2 separate regions of the Mus musculus genome follow, and region 1 is linked to region 2. Evidence: chromatin contacts called from public promoter capture Hi-C data. All regions are on one chromosome and are shown on one strand. The core of a region is the stretch at or near the end of the contact, and the rest is flanking DNA. Distances in the headings are between cores, read along the strand shown. Region 1 holds the start of Syt6 (synaptotagmin VI). Region 2 holds the start of Nhlh2 (nescient helix loop helix 2).

Evidence for each region. Promoter capture Hi-C pulls out the DNA fragments that hold promoters and counts their contacts.
Region 1: a promoter capture Hi-C map of hippocampal neurons shows a contact between it and region 2, with 2.4 times the contacts expected there. The contact joins the promoter of Syt6 here to the promoter of Nhlh2 in region 2. A contact is called at or near these places in 2 of 39 promoter capture datasets (hippocampal neurons and liver).

The regions. Positions count from the first base shown.
Region 1 is chr3:103,573,798-103,576,497 of GRCm38.p6, reverse strand. It overlaps Syt6 (synaptotagmin VI), which reads right to left and starts at 1,253. Exons shown (of 8, transcript NM_018800.5): 1 at 958-1,253. The coding sequence starts at 1,120.
Region 2 is chr3:102,008,777-102,011,476 of GRCm38.p6, reverse strand. Nhlh2 (nescient helix loop helix 2) reads right to left here and starts at 1,332. Exons shown (of 3, transcript NM_178777.3): 1 at 1,152-1,332; 2 at 418-742.

The DNA of each region.
Region 1 (2,700 bases), core at 4-2,503, 1.6 Mb before region 2:
CGCTGCAGCAGGAGAGCTTGGCGGCAAAGACTGGTGCAGCAGGTACATACCCGGGCCGGTCGGCTGTCACGCCGCGGACACTCCCGCGGCTCCCGCCGCCAGGGCGCGACACGCCACCCCTCTTGTCGCGACTCCCGCGAGACGTCGCGGCTGCACGCAGGACCGGGTCCCCGAGGGGCTCGGGCTCAGGACTCACCCGGGCTCAGGAGCTGGACTCGGCTCGGGCTGCCGCCTAGACTTGGCGGCTGCCGGGGTTGCGTCCGGCGCAGGGTCCGCGGGGCCGGGGCAGGAGGTTCCCGCCTGGCAAAGTCGGTGAGAGGCACCGGCTCAGTTGAACACCCGCCCGGAGTCCGAGTGAGTCAGAGAGAGACCGAGGAAGCGAGTTATAGGGGTGCCGGGTGGGGGTGGGGGTACGCCACGACACTCTCCCCACCCCGCCCCCCGTCCCCCCTCCCCCCCGGCGAGACGCAGACAGCCACTCGCTGCTGAGAAACCTGGACACAAAGACCGCGTGCCAGCTGCAGGCGCAAGTTTTTCCCAAGCCCAGTGGCACCGCCAGCCTTTACCCAGTCACTAATGAGCCCTGGATCCTAGATCCTGAACCCTGGACAGCCCCCCACCCCCTGAAACACAGCTTTCCTCCGTGCCCAGGACGTCTCCATTCCCCTCACCCTGGCCAATCGCTCCTGGGATGAGCCCAAGACACAAGGGAAACTGAGGCCCCAAGGATGCCGCATCTCCGGGCTCTCATAATTAGTGACCTGGAAGGAGAAGGGTTCTCTCCTCTCAGGTCCTCTTCGAATCTCTCCCTGCGGGCGGTGAGCCAGGGAACTGACCCAGACTGGGACTCCGAGCTAGACTTCTGAGGTTCTGGGGCCCTTGGGCTGGTACCTTGGGCAGGGGAGGCCACTGAGAAGAGAAATCCAGGAGTGGAGAGGGACCTGGGTCTCCCAGTACCTGAGTCTGCCGCGCTTGGACTCTGCTCCGGGGACTGCAGCTCGAAGCTCCGACAAGTCTCAACGTCCAGCCCGAGAGGGGGCGGCCGGGCCCGGCACAGAGAAGCCAGGACCGCGAGCGCCGCCTGGCACCGAGGCCCTCCGGCCCCCCAAACCCCGCTCATGCCCCGGACACTCAGGCCAGCGGAGTAGTGGCTCGAACTCCAGCCGCGGCCGGACTGGGGCGGGGTAAGAAGGCCCCAAGAAGACCCTCCCCGCAGCGGCCCCCTGAGGCTCCGCTCTGCTTTTAATCACTTCCCCGCAGGGTCCCCGCCCCTCACGTGGCATCCCGCGGCAGCTGGCAAGTCTGGCGCCTCACGGCCGCCCCCTCCACACTCAGGGACTTGCCTGAGTCCGGGCAGGTTCCAACCCCGCTGTCCCACATCATGCAGGATCAAGGCCAACTGAGTCCTCACTGCGGATATGACCTTGGGCCTTTCTGGGACTCAGTTTTCCATTTCGTAAACGAGGTGTAATAATTACTGGTGCTCTATGAGCTCCCTGGGAATATATAGGTAGTGCTTGTGAAAACGTTGGGGAAACTGCCACATGCCAAACAAGTGGGCATCGCAATAACACAACATAAAAAGGAGTGGTCTGACTGTATGGCGGGAGGACCCTGCAAAGAGAGTTAACAGGAGAAGTTAGCCAGACTTTCCGGGTCTGGGCTTCGGAGATATAAGACCCCAAGACGGCAGAGCGAGGGGAACTGTAAAGAAGACTTTCAGAGCCCCGCAATCTTGCGGTCCGAGGCACCCGCACGTTGCTATGGCGACTGGAGGCAGCGGCCGTCTCTCTCCATGGCAACAGGAGGAGAAAGTTTCTGAATAGGAGTGGGGAGCATTTCAGAAAGGGGTTCGGTTCCCACCAGACCCACCTCCACGCATCAGACCAAACCCACCATAAATAATATATTTTTGTATGAAGCATATATAACAAGGACCAAAAAGACGGAAATCTAAATAGGAGGCTAGACTGTAAAAGGAGCTCCCCTCAGGAACTGTGAAGTGAGACTCAGAAGCAGGGTGGCTGTTAGTTTCGGGATGCTTTCACCCAGGCCTGGAAATCTAGGAGCCATTGCTAACAGACAGGAGAGCGACTCCCTTAAGGCCCTATCACAGTAGACTCCCACCCTTCACCTATCATCATTGTGTTGCCTTTCCGAAGTAGGATCTGGGAAAGAAACTTTAGCTGGAGCCCCTGCACCTGCAGCTACGGGGCTGGTGTGTGCAAGTGAGAGTGGTCAGGGAGGAGGGTCCTTCCTCCGAATACACGTTAATTGGAGGTGGCTTGGGCTGCGACTCAGGTTCCAGAGAGAGGAGATTTGGAGCGGTAGCTCCAGACGATCACCACCATGCACCATCTGTACCAGCCGCATCAACTGGCCCTTATAGTTGCAAACACGAGACAGACAGTGCCCAGGGTAGCAAGAGAAAGGCCTCAACCTAAGAGACCTCTTCTCTCAGCCTGGAGGTTCTCCTAACAGGCGCAGTGTCCCTGTCCGCGGTGCTGAAGATTCGGTTGGTATAATCAGCTTGTGCGCGCTGTGTTAGGGAAGAGTGGGGAGGGGCTATTATAGCGGGTTCGCAGCTTCCACCCGGGTCCCTAGAGCCTGCCATAGAGAAGTGTGGGAACTTGAGCGGAAGGGACTGAGGACGGCTTGATCCATGGTTCAATCCAGACCACCTTCCAGGCAGTGGTGCTG
Region 2 (2,700 bases), core at 83-2,582:
TCGGCTCCTGGCCTCGAATTTGCCCAGGAGAGACCTGAGCTCAGAAACAGCTTTCCGTGCAAGGAAAACGGATCCTCAGAATAACAATAAATGAACCAAACGAACTGCATGCTGCTCCCCCCGCCCCCCAGGCTTTTCTCTACGTTTATAAGTGAAACAACTCACACCTACGCAGTTGGCGTGAAGAGGTAGAAATACACAGGGAGAAAAATCATAGCAAACCACGACATAGTTACAGATCGGACAAAAAGTTCCCGGGCTGTCCCCCCACGCGTTTAAATCCTCCAGATATTTAAATAGTCATAAATGGTATTTCTCGTGGGCATTTAAGTCTATGACCATGTGTGAGGAATACATCTATAAAATACAATATGACTCAACTTAATCTAAAGAAAAAGAGACGTGAAGATGTCTTACCTTGCAAGAGCCCTGTCGATAATCTTTTCGTCAATCTTTTAGAGTTAAAATTCCAGGAAACAAGGAGGAGAGATCCTGGCAAATATTAAAAGCAGCCAATATTTATTACATTCGCAGATGAAAAAGCAGCTGTCATCTCGCCGACCACCACAACGAGCGGCGGTGTCTTAGCGGGTGTATGGTTGTTCACTTAGTTGATGGATTGAAAACGCCCGTTTGTTTGTTTGTTGGTTTGTTTTTAACTGTTCTTAAACATTTCAGGAAAATTCGTTGTTGATCTTTATAAGTCGAAGTGTTGAAACCTCACGCCTCCCCACTCAAAGGGCTGTATAAATAACAAAAGAGATGCTGAGATAAAAACAATCACATCAAAGGGACGATTCCTCCACTTTCTAATAGCAGAATAATCAATAAGAAAGATGGTTAAGATAAAATTCCATTCCTTGAGGACTCCTTCCCTTCCCTTAATCGGGCTGGGGCGAAACTGGGAAGTGCGGTCAGGGATGGAAGGGGCTCAGAAGTGATTTTTCTCTTCTTCTTCAAGATAATGCTTTGTTCAGCCGGTGTCTCCCCAGTTCCCAGGAACAACAATACAGTAACTAGGGCTTAAGGTTGCCTCTGTCTTGTCCCTCATCTACTTCTGTGTTGTATAAGCAGACGCCAATTTTGCAGTTTCAAAGTCTTTCAAGGTTTGGTTACACCCCCTACCCTACCCCACTCCCTCCCCTCTTTACCTTGTGGTGAAATGTATATAGTCAGTAGCTTGGAGATGCTGGAGAGAGATTGGAGAGAAGTGGACGTCTTCTGGAGTAACAGTGACAGGGAAGCAGAGAAAGGGGAGCTTGGGAGAGCCAGAGAGGAGAGGCAGCTGCCTGTGTGGCTTCTTGGCTCTTCTGGTACCAATTGATTTAGCCTGGAGATGGTGGAAGAGATAAAGGCTTAAGAAGGGGGATGGAATTTTTTCCCCCTAAATTGATATTTAATGGGAAATCCTATTGGACAGAAACCTGGACACGAGTCACTTAATTGGACTTGACATCTGTCACAGTGTGGGAGTTTTCACAGCCCAAATATTTTAGCAGATCAGATTCCCACTGAATCTGTGCCATAAAATATAGCAGTTGAAAGCAGCCCATGATAGAAGCCATAGCATCTACAGCGTCTGGCCACACAGGCGGTTCCTTGTTTTCAGATTATTGATGCAATATTTAAGTGCAAGTAGACACTATATGAACATGGAAAATTCCTCTGGCATTTTGTGAGCCAGCATTTTTTTAAATCAATAGTTAGAAAAATAGTTGTGCTGGGCACATGAAAGCATATTCTGTCTATGACACTGTAATTAAGGTGAACGATCCAGACAGGCAATGCTAACATTTATGTAAAGTGAAGTGTCTTTTAGAGGATGCTTTAATCATGATTATTTAAGCATATGGATGTTTTGGAGAAAGGTTCTACTATGAGACCAGCTTATTAATAGATGATATTTTAAAGGACGTTTGACACATTAGTTTAAATCATTGGTGGAATTAGGAGCAGAATCCAAGTAGTTAGAGACCACTAGATAATTCTACTTTTTGAGTTATGTTTGGTTTTCTTTTTCTTTACCCATTTACTCATGTTCATTATTCGCTGTAAAATATGACACACAGTATGTGCAAAGACAGTACTTTATTCTTGCCCATCCTAACACGTGAGTGAATATATTTAGCTGGGTGGCAATGTAATTGTGCTAAAATGTAAATATTAAGTATTCTAGCATGCAATGCCTTTGCCTAAGATGACCTCCAGTCCCAAATTTATGTGTTTTACAAAATTAAGGGAAATTTACTGTTAGTCACTATCAATTATATATTATTTGCTATTATTTACACATTGCCAGTGATACCACTAATTCTGTCTTCTTTCTGTCTATCTTCCTTCCTTTCTTCCTTCCTGTCTTTCTTTCTTTTTGGTATTTTTGACAAGGTCTCACTATGCAGCCCTGGCTGGCCTGACCCTCACCATGGAGACCAGGCTGACCTCAAACTCATAGAGATATGCTTGTTTCTGCTTCTCATGTGTTGGGATTAAAGGCATGTACCATCACACCCAAATACTATTTTTTTTTAGATTGATTAAGCTTAGAGGAAATGAGAGAATAATAGCCAACCTCCTGTCTCCCTGTTCCTAGGTGAGTTTTTGTGGAGAGGAGAACCTTCACTTTCTCTTCATAATCACCTTTGTCCTATAAAGAGGTATTGTCCTCAGGGGAGGGCTGTAGAGCTACCCACCTAGAGAGTG